3 separate regions of the Rattus norvegicus genome follow, and all the other regions are linked to region 3. A link is a contact called in public Hi-C data. All regions are on one chromosome and are shown on one strand. The core of a region is the stretch at or near the end of the contact, and the rest is flanking DNA. Distances in the headings are between cores, read along the strand shown.

Region 1 (4,579 bases), core at 521-3,020, 360 kb before region 3:
CAGGTGGTGGTTCTCCGCTTTTAATATCAGGCATTGAATTATTCAAAAGCACTTTGATTGAGAAGCTGGTGTCTGTCCTCTCTCCCTATTAATCAAATGACCAAAGCATAAATTTGCTTTCAGAAGGTAGTTAGAGATGAATTTTATTTCTTAAAAAAAAAAAAGAAAGAAAAAAAAAAGAAAGGAGAAAGATAATGTGCTAGCCGCAAATCCGCACAATGGAATTTCCCAGGAAAGACAGAAGATAATAATAAATAGTTAAACCTTTGTATTGATAATATGCCTATCCACTAGAAGTTCAAAGCTTCTTTCTGTGTTTTTAATGTACCCAGGGCCTTTCAACCTGCCTGGGAGACACAGTGGGCAGGTATTATGATTCTCATCCCATTATCACAAGAACCGGCCAGCACATAGAGATGAAATAAATGCTTACAGAAACTCACATAGAGAATTAGCCCCTGAGCCAGGTTAGAACTCCAGCCTCCTGCTGTCCCTTCCCAGAAAGGTAGGGCTACTCAAAAGTGAAACGGAATAACAAGAAAATTCCAGGATGAAGAACCCAGTCGCTACTTGCAAGGCTGTTTTGGATGAGTCGTCTTGTGTCAGAAAGACTTATACTCTGTTTATCACCCTGCCAACCCCGTCATGGAGGTGCCTGCCCTAACCACACAGGTAGGGGCTACATGGCTTTGGGTGTGTGCTCATTCATAGCAACAACTGTCTCACCAGGAGTCTGTTGTTTCTGGAGAGCTTTACTAAAGCATTTTCTTTAACTTGTCTTTCAAAACATTTATTGCAACCACAGGATGAAAGTCTTGTTTTCCCTTCTGGAGAGAGAGAGAGAGAGAGCTCTGAGAACCCAGTAAAGAGAAAAGCTGCCAGCTGAACCCAGGACCATCAACAAACTCCAAATATAGTATCTTATCCAGTCTTTCCTCACCACTCCTGCTCTTTCTGACCAGCCTTTGTCCCTAGTTGGAATAAACTGTCCCTTTTTCACAGCCTTGGGAATGCATACTCAGAAATGCTACTACCTGGAGCATACTACCTGCTTAGTTCTCAGTATTTTAAATGAAATAGACCAGCCTAGCTAATATCAGAATACAGCACAGACAATAAAGCTAGTTATTGTTCAGGGAAGAAATGTGGTATGCGTGTGTGTGTTCGCCTGCCTGCCTGCCTGCCTGCCTGCCTGCCTGCCTGCCTGCCTGCCTGCCTGCCTGCCTACGGAAATACTTCAGGCTGATCATGTAAACTCTAGTTTGGGTCACAATAGAAAGGTCTGAAATGTACTGACATGAGCTTCGAGACTGGCTTTTCATTCAGCACCTTCCAGTTTACCCTTCTCCTGACTCCCACTTATTTTCAAAAGATGTTCTGCATCTTGAAATAACACCTAGGTGATATCAGTTGTGTTTAAGCTAAAGATTGACAGCAGAACCCGGAAATCTTTCATTCAACTCCACAGGCCTCCTGGGATTTAGTTTACTTTTTGAACCACACTGAGCCTTGGGTTGTTCCTCTTCGCAGTGTCTCTGAGCTCCAGAGTTGATGGGGTCAACCTTAGCTCCCGAGTGGACCCTGTGAGGACAGCAGGGAAAGAGAAAGGCTAAGTCACCAATTACACAAATATTCTACTTGCTGCAGACATGTAACTTGCAGGGGTGGATGCTTTCAAAGGGAGGTGTCAGAAGGATTGGCTCTGATGAGCAGATGTGTGTTTGAGCCAAGCTGGCGAAGAGCTTGAAGCACACCATCAGTGTCCATCAAAGGTTTCTGTGTAAAGCTTGGCGCCTGCTTCTACTGCGGCCAAGGTCAGTGGTACGTGGGGACTATAGGGACTGTTAAAATGAGGGAAAGAAAAAGTTTCAGTGTGGAGAGAAAGGCTGAGTCCTGACATGAGTGGCTGTAAACACACTGCTGTCAGAGACACCACCCCCCACTCCATAGTGCTCCTACAATAAGCAAATGACCAAGACTTTACCAAAGACAGAAAAAGGCAAGGGCAGGCCACAGATACATGGGTGGTTTCACACACACACACACACACACACACACACACACACACACACACACACACCACTTTCCACATCAATCAGCTTGGTCTGTTGCAACAAAATACCATGGACTGGGTGGTTTCAAAAGCAAATATTTATTTTTCAAAGTCTGGAAGCTGGAAAGTTCAAGAGCCGGGAGCTGGCCTGCTGTGGTTCTGGTAGATCCTCTCACCAGTTGCCTCCTTGCCCTGTTCTCCTTTGTTAGGAAGATGACGGATATCATGGCTTATTGGGATTGTGCGGTTGGTTGGTTGGTTGGTTGGTTGGTTGGTTGGTTGGTTGGTTGGTTGATTGGTTGGTTGGGTTTTTACAGTCCTGGGAATAGAACCCAGGCCTTCACACATGTTTACAAATGTTCTACCACTAACATTCCCAGCCTCATACATCTTTCCTTAAAAGGACATAAAAATCCTATTCCATTAGCACCCGACCCTTGTCAACTCTTTTGATCTCGATACTCCCCTAAATGTCCTACTCAAAATACACCTAAGTTGAAATGTAAGGACTTCAACCTAGCAATCGGAGAGAGCATATTAAGACTGTAGCATAGACACTCAAGTCACAGTGATTCCATGGCCCTTCATTTACACCAGCCAAAGACTCTAGGACCTGGCCTGGTGCACATTGGTATTTGTCGTGGGGAAGAAAGTAGTCATGAAAGTTAAAATCATCTCTGTCCACAGAGCGGGGAAGAGTGTAATGTGTGAACTGCCTGGGCCTGTATTGCTTTCCCCTCCAGAGCTTTTATTTTCCCCAGGACTAAGAAGGAAAAAAACCAAGCAGCAACTTCACACGACATCCATAACATCTTAGAAGGGAAGGATCCCAGGGGCCTTTCAGTTTCCAACCCCTACATTTCGTGAGTGCTTGAATTTTTAACCCATAGCATATACGTCTTTGTGATTTTTAAAAAGTCACACTTTATAAAAACAGCATAGAAAACACTCTCTAAAAACACACATAGTAACAGCATAAGAAAATTTACTGAGTAAACACACAGAGGTGACGAAAGCTCTTGGCTCACACCCTCTAAAGCGCTATCAGACGGTGGTATTTAGAAAGACATGCCGCTAAGGGGTTCCTGTTTTGTTCTAGCCCATAATTTCGTGGAAGATTAAAAAGACAGATTTTCTATAATGAATCCCAAATAATATATTTTAAGCTTGGGATAAAAATCACATGGATTTCCTACTCAAGTTGGACATGATCCAGAAACGTCTAGAACCTTCCAGTGTTCTAGAAAACTTCTGAAAAGTCCCAGGGTGACTTGTTGTCTGGTTATGCCAGGGTTTCCCCATCTGACTCCCCTCAGAGCCTCACCAGGCAGCTGAAATCTGTGGCCACTCTCAACCGCATCCTAGAGAACAAATAAAGAGCCCTTTCAGTTGAGAAAGCCATTCACAGACGCCAGGGTGGAAACCACAGCCCTGGAACGATGAAAAGGCTTTATGAGAGCCCTGGTGTGGGGAGTGGGAGGCTGCTAGGCCAACGCTTTATTAAACCGTAGCTCTTCCCCACTGCCACCTCATTATTGCCAGCGCTATTGTTAGTCTGAATGAAGAGCCCACCGGGCTGAGGGGAGAGTTTTAAAAAGGAGAGATGAGTCCAAGACAGGGGAGGAATGCCTCCCCCCACCAATACACAGAGGAGCGTATAACCTGTCATAGAAAGCACGGGCATTATAAAGAATCACAGGCACCGAGTGCTGGGAAACGGGGGGCACTGGAACATTCCCAGCTGCATGTATGTCTGCAAACTGGGCTCCCTTATGGGTTATGAGGAACAATAGGGCACTGACCCCAGGGGCACCTGAGAGGCACCATTCCTGTAGATGCTCCTCTGTCCATGGCTGTTGGCTCTTTCTAGCAAAGACGCCACGAGCAGCCCAAGGCAGCAGCCTGGATCCAAAAATGGTCTGTGAACCCTCCTCCAGCCAGAAAGGCAGAGACCTGTTCAAGTTCAGCCTCCTAGGATGGGTAAAGGACCTCGAAGGGCATTTTAAAAAAATGTGAAATGAGTGTCTGCCAACCTACCTCCCTGCCTTCATCCCTCCCCAAACCCACAGTGTGTGTGTGTGTGTGTGTGTGTGTGTGTGTGTGTGTGGTATATGTGTGTATGTGTGTGTATGTGTGTATGTGTGTGTGTGGTGTGTGTGTGTGGTGTATGTGTGTATGTGTGTATGTGTGTATGTGTGTGTGTGTGGTGTGTGTATGTGTATGTGTGTGTGTGTGGTGTGTGTATGTGTGTGTGTATGTGTATGTGTGTGTATGTGTGGTATATGTGTGTGTATGTGTGTGTATGTGTGTGTGTGGTGTGTGTGGTGTGTGTGTGTGTGGTATATGTGTGTATGTGTGTGTATGTGTGTATGTGTGTGTGTGGTGTGTGTGTGGTGTATGTGTGTATGTGTGTGTGGTGTGTGTGTGTGGTGTGTGTGTATGTGTGTATGTGTGTGTGGTGTGTGTATGTGTATGTGTGTGTGTGGTGTATGTGTGTATGTGTGTGTGTGTATGTGTATGTGTGTG
Region 2 (4,636 bases), core at 1,204-3,703, 480 kb before region 3:
TTCACTGCTCCTTCATAACTGTAATTTTGCTACTGCTACACATCGTAACATAAATATCTGTTTTCTGATGGCCTTCGGTGATCCATGTGAAAGAGTTGGTCTATCCCCAAAGGATTCAAGACTCATAGGTTCAGAACCGCTGGTCTTGAATCTAGGAAAGATCTTGTGAATGCCCGGGATTACTAAGTTATTCAACCTCCTTGTTTTCTAGACTTGAGTAAGCTGATGAGTTCTCCTAATTTGATCAAAGTTACAAGACTAGTGAAGGGCATCTGCTGTGGGGCTTTCCTCACGACAGCCAAGTTTGTTCCACCAAGATCTAATTTTATCCTCAGGCACAGCCATTAACTCTGTGCCGGGTCAGGGAGTAGGGGAACCTGTTTGTTGCTTCCGTAAATCTGGCAAGACTGTGTCCTGTAACCTAGTGATATGCGAAGAAAGAAACCAGGGGCTCAACCCCCATCACAAAAACATCCAGACCCAGAAAATCTTCGCTTCTAGGGTTTTAGAGATGGGAGCTCCCATGAAGCAGTCCTTTAGCGTGGGAAATTTAAATTGTGTTTGCAGTAATCTTGGGATTCCACACAGATTCCTCGGGGTCCTACGAGTGAACATTAGAGCTGAAGAAAGCGAAGTTCAGACTGGCAGAACGTGCTGCAGGTTGGGGATTTTTGTCAAATGCTAGAGCTAAGGTTGGAGCCAGGTGGGGCCTTTTGTTCTTTGTGATCCCTGGCCTCTGACTCTCAGGGTGTTTGTAATTGTTAAATATGGGGACAGTTGTTCCCTGATCAAAGGAGGCCCAAGAAGACCTGAAGACAGCAGGGAGTTGGAGGAAGCAGGGTAGGAGAGGAGGTTTAGGGCTTGGCTGTGGCAGCAGGGTGATCCCTCCTCACTTATGTCAGGAATCTGCCTCACTTTGCCAGTTTCTCTCTTGCTGCAATGGTATCCTCTAGTACCCATGTGGCTATGTGGTGTCTGCTGCCTAGAACTCAATACATATTCATGGACTCAAAGTGCATACCAGCCAGGATCTTCGGAGTACTGTACTTAAAAAATAAATCAGATTTGCAGAAATATAATTACTGGACAGGACTTAGTGGGTCTACAAGGCCTGTTGTATCAAGTAATGGATAAACTCAGGGGTTAACATACACATAGGAGAGTTCTCAAGGTTAGCTACCTCCCCCCTTCTTGTGCAGTGTGTGTGTGTGTGTGTGTGTGTGTGTGTGTGCGCGCGTGCGTGTCTTATGTCTCCTTCCAGTTGACCAAGTTCCCTCTCTCATAGGCACAAGCTTGACATGCTGTGTTGGGAAAGAGTGAGGTCTCCACGTTGATGAAAGGCAGGGCTACTCTCAAGGAAGAGTCTTGGAAGAGCCCCTAAACTGCTTCCTGCTCTTGACAGGTAGGTCATTTCCACCACCCTCAGGGGCAATCTAACCCTGAATGAAGATAAAATTCACGACTAGAAAGTCACCCCTCCAGTCGAGTAGGATGGCTGGATCCTGGAGGCTGGGCCATTTTTGCCTATGTAAGAGCATCCGACAACAGTGTGACAGCTTCTAGTCCTTCAAAATGCCCTCAGGTACAGGAATGGGTTAGACGTTCTCAGGGGGGCAATCCTGGATTTGTTACAGAGAGGTCAATATGCAAGGGGAACCATGATCAGAAGGGAGAGAGGGAGAGAGGCCATTCACAAGAAACAATGTGCTTGGCCCTGAAAACCAGGAGAACCCCTTGGAGACTGAGCTTGTTAGAGGCCATTCTGATTCCCTCCATCCGACATTGTGTAGTGTGGTCAGCTCAGCGTTCAAGGGTGGGCTGGTTTATGTCAACACGGTGGGATTACCACAAAAGTCATTCTTTGTACTGGGGAAAATGAAAACCAACTAAGTTAACATTTTTCCCCCTGTGACCCAATTCCTGGCTTTCTCTGCTTTGTCCTCCTCTGACCAGTCCTTTAGGCTCTGTGAGGTGTTGATGCTCATTTGTAGCAATAAGTTTTATGGCATTGAGCCACTGACTAGGGGTATCTTTATTCTGTTTTAACCCACTAAGAATCTAGGGGACAGACTGGTTGCTAAGGCTTTGGTAAAGCAACAAGTGACTGACACAGGAGGACAAGGACACGTCCCTTCTGCCATCTCCTCATTCACTCGCTGTCCCCCAGGGGGTTTCTACTAAAGATCTGGTTCCCCAGCTCCAAAGCAAGGTCGGAACTCCAACCACCATCCCCAGCCACTCCCCCAGCCAGCTTGCTCTGCGCAGGCAGAGCCTTCCACGCCTTCCCGGAGTCTCCAAGCGCACGCGCCACTTGACTAGCGCTGTCATTGGCTGCTGCCTGTTGCTAACCCACGTGACCGGCTCCGGCACGCTCCGCCCCTGCTCCTGCTAGCCTAGTGCGTTCCTGCGGACGTGCGCTGCTGCCTAGCCTCTGCTGGATGCTGCTAACTGTCGTCCGCGATGCAGCCGCCGGCCACAAGGTGGCAGTGCCGTGCTGCGTGTCTACACGCCCCTGGCTGCGCAAGACCAGCCTGGCAAAAGTTTTCCAGTCTTCCAGCAGATGCGCCCAGGCCTTGAGTCCTCCGGGGCGAGACGGAGGCAGGGGGTGGGGGAAACGCCGATGTCCCGGGATGATTTGCAAGGCATGCATTTGTTGTCACGAGCTCGGAGAAACAGTTTCGGGGACCTGTCACAGATGCAAAGTCTGTTGATATTTCCAGGAGTGTTTGGTTTGGTTTTGGCTTTAGGGACCGTACACCAAGCATCGATTCTAGAGGAGGCGAACAGCACTGACAGCTATTCTTTGTCTCTCGTCTGGGCTTTGCACGGAGCTCGACGTCGTTTCCATGGGTGAGAAATACCACTGCCACTACCTTGATAGCGTTCCTGCCTCCATGGTTCCTGACCTGCCTAGAAAGGGAGGACCCTGGAGACTCTTGTTCTACAGCTGTCCTCAGGATACCCTTAATTCCCAGGCGCAGGGATAAGCTTGTCTGACCCCATTTGACCCCGCCGCAGGCGCCAGGCGTCCTCATTTATTGTGAGGCCTAAGAGTCCTCAAGGCTGCCTGCCTACTCCCCCGTCCCCGCCCCCCCCCCCCCCCCCCCGCCAACCACCACCCACCACTCTCCTTGTCCTGTGGGGGAGTCATATGCCTCCTTCCTGTTGTCTAAGCTTCCCTCTTCCATAGGCACAAGCCTGCCCCTCTGCGTTTTTTACTTTAAAACGGGTGTTCTGAGGATTGTCTCTAGTTCAGGTGATGTGAGAGAACTAGGTCTGAGGGAGGTAGACGGCAACATTAGTGGGGATCGGTGCTGCATTGCTAAATGTGGCGCAGGGAAGGGAAACACATCTGGGATTCCACGGGGCAGCAGCAGATCTGTCACTTGGGCAGAGCCTTTGAGCGCTCTCAGGTAATTTCCAGATATCTATTGTTTGCTTTAACCTGACATTCATTTGCATCTGACTGAGTCTGGAATTTTTGCTGGGACCCTGACTGGGCAGGCTATTTCTATTCCCTCCTGCCTATGCTCCCAGGAGAGGTGGAGACTGTCTTGGGTTTGGCTTGGAGGATGTCGATATGCCTCATTTTCAAACTAAAGATCTAGAAGAGACCAGCAAGAAACAGCACAGAGTCTACGTAGGTGGATACCAGAGAATCGCCTGGAGAGATTTACAGGTGTGTTCTGGACTTTGGGAACCGTGGACACACAGAACCAGCTACCTGTTTCGGTGAGAGAAGTTGGAGATGGGACTGGGGAGGAGTTGGGAGGGGAGGGGTGGGAGGGTTGCTAAACAGCCTTTGTTTCTAAGAGTCAGCAAAACGCAGGTATGCTAACTTCCCCCGGGAGCAGGTGAGTACCACACACCAGGACCCCTTCACCAGAAGGGAGATCTCCAGCAATGGGAAGAGAATTGAAAACCCCACAAGATTACTCCCCCAGGAGTGAGAGCCAGCATGAATGTGTTGCCACAGATATACCAACATTCAGGAAGAGTTGAACCTATAGGCCTACTGTGGTCTGAATGCTCTCCCATTCCCTAATGTATGTTGGAACCCAATACATAATGAGATCATATTAGGAGGTGGGGCCGATGGAGAAGTGATTCAGTCATGATTACAGGACAAGTGCCCTTATAAAGGAGGTAATTAGAAAGTGTCGTTCTTGGCCCCTTCAGTCATGTGAGGAACACCCACATTTCATCACCTATTCCAGCAAGGAGTGGACGCTCACCAGACACCAAATCTGCCAGCACCTTGGTCTTCAAATTCCCACCCTCCAGAACAGTGAATGAACAATGCATTCTTTGCTCTTTAAGTTTCCCCGTCTAAGATGTTTTGTTACAGAAGCCACATAGACTGTGACAGAAGCCTGAGTCAGAGACCAGTGATTGGCAAAGCAGAGGAGAGAGAAGCTGAAGCAAAGATACGGCAACCAGGAGATCACACACCGGAGCCTACCTCCTCCAGGAAGGCCAAGAAGTCAATGGAATGGCCACATCTCAGTTTGTTTGGACTGCACCTTGTAAGAGCTAAAACACACAGATCCTGGGATGGATCAGGAAGCCGGTGCTTCAGTGAGATTTTGTTCAGCTGCGGCATGGGGACAGTAAACACTGACATTATGGTCCTACA
Region 3 (4,538 bases), core at 1,259-3,758:
GCCTCATGATTGACTTTTCCCACAAATACTTGCTAGAGAGAAGCAATCAGCAAGACCATTATTAAGGAAGAGCAAAGATCATTTGTAAGCCCTGTATGAGAGACAAATGAGATTTCTTAAGACTGGTCAAATAGAGTGATTCCATGCCGTAGATTCTGTTATGCCTGGCCACAGAAAGGAGTGGACTGCTGATAGACCCAAAGACTTGGAAAGACTTTCTGGTCTGAATAGGAAAGTTCTCAGTAGATTCTATCCTATATAATACTGTATCTGTAGCAAAGTCATAGACTGGAGCACAAAATTGCAGTTGCTTTGGGTGTGGAATGATGGCTGAGACCTGGGTATGAAATAGTAATATGTTAACTAGTTTTCTATAGTTGTGATAAAATGCCTGGGGTGATCATCTTACCAGGAGGAAAAGTCTGTTTTGGCCTATGAATTCAGAGATTCTAATGATGGTCCGTTACCGCTGTAGTCTTTGGTCCTGAGGAGAGGCAGGCAAAGCTGCTCCCCTCATCCCCTCATGGTGACCAGGAAGAGAAAGAGAAGGATCTGAGTTCTCAGTATCCCTGTGACTTCACTACCTGCTACTAGACCTTATCTCCTAAAGGTTCTACCTCCTGGTGGCATCACAGTCTAGCAGCCAAGCTTTCAACACAAATCTTAGGAGACGCTTACTGAACCATCATAGATATGGTGGAGGAGATCTCACGTTGGTAGACTAGTTCTGCACATCTAATTGTCTACACGAGTAATAACTTGGCATAGAACTGCACACACGCTTTGTACCAACGTCAGCTCCCTGATGCCCATGCAAAGCTGGAATTATGTAACATACAGCCTTTAGGGAAGCTGGGTGATGGGTACCCAGAAGCACTCAACATTCCCTTTGCTATGCGTGCAACATTTGTCAAGTGTGCAATTACTTAGAATTAAGAAGCGGAGAGGGGGGAGACCCAGGAAGGACAGAGAAGAAAAGGGAAAGAAACAATCCGGGATGGGTGTTGACAATTCCAGAGATAAAAGGTGACAGGAAAGATTTGGACAAAGGAACAGCAGAGTAAATATTAGAGGTCACAGTCAGGCAAGCTGACAGCCAGAGACTGTTTGGATTGTAAATTGCAAATGAACTCAGTGGACAGAGAAGGGGAAAGATCATTGAACTGTTACCCCTGAGTGACAAGGGTTGACATGGAGCAGGATGAACAGGAAGACACAGAGTAAACGTGGCAGCACCAGTTGTAGAAGCGTCCTGTGGGGGAAGGGAAGAGGGAGGGGAGGGTGGCGGCAGCTCTTTAAGATGTGACATACATCCAGTGCCAGGTGAAGGGATGGATGCAGAATGTGTCTTCGGAGGAGGAGGGGGGAGGAGGAGGAGGAGAGAGGAGGAAGGGGGAGGAGGAGAAGGGGGAGGAGGAGGAGGAAGAAGAGGAGGAAGGGGGAGGAGGAGAAGGGGGAGGAGGAGGAGGAGGAAGAAGAGGAGGAAGGGGGAGGAGAGGGGGAGGAGGAGGGGGAGGAGGATGGGGAGGAGGAGGGAAGGGAAGAAGGAGAGGAGGAAGAGGAGGAGGGAAGGGAAGAAGGGGAGGAGGAGGGGGAGGAGGAGGGAAGGGAAGAAGGGGAGGAGGAGGAGGAGGAGGGGGAAACAGGAAAGGGAGTCATTGCTACCAAAGTCAGCAGGTCGAGGGAAACAGAGTAATTTGGAGACAAGAGCAGAATTACTGATAAGATCGTGCTGATATGATGAAAAAATACCACAGGTGGGTGAACCAGAAGGAGAAAAGAACACACAGATTTGGAAAACTCCCGGAAAAAAATGTTTTTTTATTAGTCTGGGGAAGGAATAGTGTGAAACTCAGGAGACAGAACCCCCCCCCAAACAGACCCACAAATAAGCTACGACACATTTTTCAATCTTATAGATTCATTGAGCAAATATCCTTGCCAAAAAACAAAACATCCTAGTGCCTACCAAACATATACATTAAGCCTGCTTTTTACCTCAAAAAACACATGTCCTTCATGAGTTCATTCATGCAAAACTAACCAGAAACTACAAGAAGCTGGATAGCCAGCAGAAGGAAAGAATTGATAAGTCAGTCCCACAGCATCTCCAGTTCCCTGGAGGGTTTTGTCTGTGTGGTGATTAGAGGACCTCGGCTCTCAGAGCATTCTAGAATCTAGAAGTAGTGCCGTTGTTCCAAGACATCAGGATGTGAGATTTGGTGCTCTCTTCAACAGTGTAGATAACAAACTAGAAAGAGTAAGACGGGTGACCCCAAAATAAGGGGAGGCAGTAAAGATGACTGGCTACTCCTCACAAATTCAGAAGTAACAAGAAAGATCTATTTCTCTTTGCTTCTGCTGAAGTGGAAGCATGCACTTAAATGTGGGGAAAGAAATGGTGTTATCCTGAAAACAAAGTGACTGGACACAATTCTATTTATATCCTTCACCTCTGAGCCTAGCCTCCAGCCTTGGATAAGCACAGAACAAACAAATGAACAATTAGGAAACCAAAGCACACAGTGAACTTCGGCAGCTCCTGTTTCTGGAATACAAAGAAGTTACCACCAGGCAGTTGTGTTACTCAAGTCATTCACAAAGGAAGATACACAATTGTAGGCAGACCACTTGGGTGAGTCAGATCAAGCCTGAGCCTCAGGCCTGTGGAGGAGCAGGTAGGGAAGGGAAGAGAGAAGGGGGGAGAAGCAAGATCTTTCTAGAAAACAATCATGAATGGGGGAGAGAAATGGCCTTGAATGGAGACTAAAAGCAGGGACAGAATCAGGAAGAGGAGATACATGAGAATGATTTAGAAAGATGGCCAACATTATAAGTAAATTTCCTCTGCGGTCTCCCTTATAAAATCTTCAGGGAAATCTTTCTTTTTTCTCCCTTGAGTAATACATTTCATCGTGGAGTAGTCAAAGCAGGGAGTCTTGCTCGAACTTGGAACACAGGAGGCTGGTGGAATGGCTTAGTTGGTAAAGTGAGTGCCCTGTAAGCATGGAGACCTGAGCTTCATTGCGCCGATGGCCAGAACACATATACAATGCTGGGTATGGTAAAGGTAGAGATAAGAAGATGCCAGGAGTTCCCCCAGACATCTGGTCTTGCCCAATTAGTGAACTCCGGGTTCAGTAAGAGATGATGTCAGAAAAAGTAAGAGCAAGACAAAAGAAGACATCTGACACTGACTTCTAGGCTCTACATGCATGCCCCACCCCCAACATCCATATTATCTGTATGCATATATGTACACCCACATATAAATACAATGTACTCAAACACATGAACTCTATCACATGCAAATGTACAATACACACACACACACACACACACAGACTGAGAGAGAGAGAGAGAGAGAGAGAGAGAGAGAGAGAGAGAGATTAGGACAAATACAAAACCATAGGCAGATGTCCTTTTAGTAACTACCAATCATTTAAGCTGTTAAAGACCTAAATAAAGTACATGGAAAGAAAGGGGAGGGAGGATAAATTTCATATTCTTTTATTAAATTTTGAAATTTGCATACTCTATCTTAACAGATCCTGAGAGAAATGTGTGATACTGTGTGGTTTATAGCAACCATTTCTTAGATCCCTTCCTCCTGGCCTGGTGTGGCGGTGCACACCTTTAATTTTAGAACTCAGGAGGCAGACTCAGAGGGATCTCTGTGAGTTCAAGGCCAGCCTGGTCTACACAGTGAGTTCCAGTCTAGCCTGAGCTATAGTGAGACCCTGTCTGGAAACAAAACAATACAAAACTTAGTAAAATTAAAGAGAATGCTGAGATTCCTTCCTCCCCCGCTTCTGAGCACCTCTTGGTACCGCAAAGGTCAGTTTCAGTTCTCTTGTCTCTTTTCCCCACCCAGGAACTTCTGAAGTCTTTCCAGAAACAGTTCTCCTTGTCTCCTCACAAGTGACATGTATTTCTTTTGTTCTTTGCTTCTCCCTGCTGTGAGTTGGCATTTGGTCAGGATTATTTTGTAAAATACCACGGTTCACTTTATGACCAGATTGTCGGTAACCTGAAATGCTGTTCTTTCCAGAAAGGCTGGCTGTTCCTGAAGTCAAGGGAAACAAAATGGAGTGAATCAAAACATGTTATCCCTTAACAATTAAGTTCTATCACAGGGGCAGGCTAGACCCTATTCATATTCATTCTGAGTCTGGGTTGTTTCTTTTTAAACAAAACAGAAAAAAGAAGGTACAACATACATGTCTAAGGGCTAGCTGTGTGGTGTTGGTCCAGTCACACACATCTGTGAGACTGGGCAGGCAGTTTGTAGAGAAGTTTTTCAAGTAAAACAAGTGTCTGAGATGTGGGGCCGGCACCGGTTTGAGGGTAAGAAGATCTGTGTTTCCAAGCTGGTTTCTGTCCTGGTGACTCAGCAGACTTAAGAAAGCATCCTCCTGATTGAAAAGTCAATTTAACAGGAAAATAAGTCTTTCCTTTCTGACAACAGAAACAAAATGTGAGGCATGCTAGAATTCGGATAGAGGTGGACCACTATGGGGTAATAATAGAACCCTTGC

Evidence for each region. A called contact is a pair of places that touch in the nucleus more often than the background predicts.
Region 1: a contact with region 3 is called in a Hi-C map of liver, with 3 times the contacts expected there. The contact joins two enhancer-like sites. A contact is called at or near these places in 2 of 12 Hi-C or Micro-C datasets (kidney and liver).
Region 2: a Hi-C map of liver shows a contact between it and region 3, with 5 times the contacts expected there. The contact joins two enhancer-like sites. A contact is called at or near these places in 2 of 12 Hi-C or Micro-C datasets (kidney and liver).

The regions. Positions count from the first base shown.
Region 1 is chr17:20,910,097-20,914,675 of GRCr8, reverse strand. No RefSeq gene overlaps it. Among named protein-coding and RNA genes, the nearest start is that of RGD1596092, 140 kb to the right of the region's middle. Within about 2 kb of position 1,770, at least 17 of the 93 cell types and tissues checked have an H3K27ac peak or open chromatin away from gene starts, as enhancers often do. A contact at or near this core is called in liver, where this site is marked.
Region 2 is chr17:21,032,723-21,037,358 of GRCr8, reverse strand. It overlaps LOC102551899 (a long non-coding RNA gene), which reads left to right. Exons shown (of 4, transcript XR_010059143.1): 2 at 1,286-1,402; 3 at 2,748-3,732. Among named protein-coding and RNA genes, the nearest start is that of Cd83, 78 kb to the left of the region's middle. Within about 2 kb of position 2,453, at least 52 of the 93 cell types and tissues checked have an H3K27ac peak or open chromatin away from gene starts, as enhancers often do. A contact at or near this core is called in liver, where this site is marked.
Region 3 is chr17:20,555,636-20,560,173 of GRCr8, reverse strand. All of the region lies in intron 5 of LOC108348536 (a long non-coding RNA gene), which reads right to left. Among named protein-coding and RNA genes, the nearest start is that of RGD1596092, 210 kb to the left of the region's middle. Within about 2 kb of position 2,508, at least 1 of the 93 cell types and tissues checked has an H3K27ac peak or open chromatin away from gene starts, as enhancers often do. A contact at or near this core is called in liver, where this site is marked.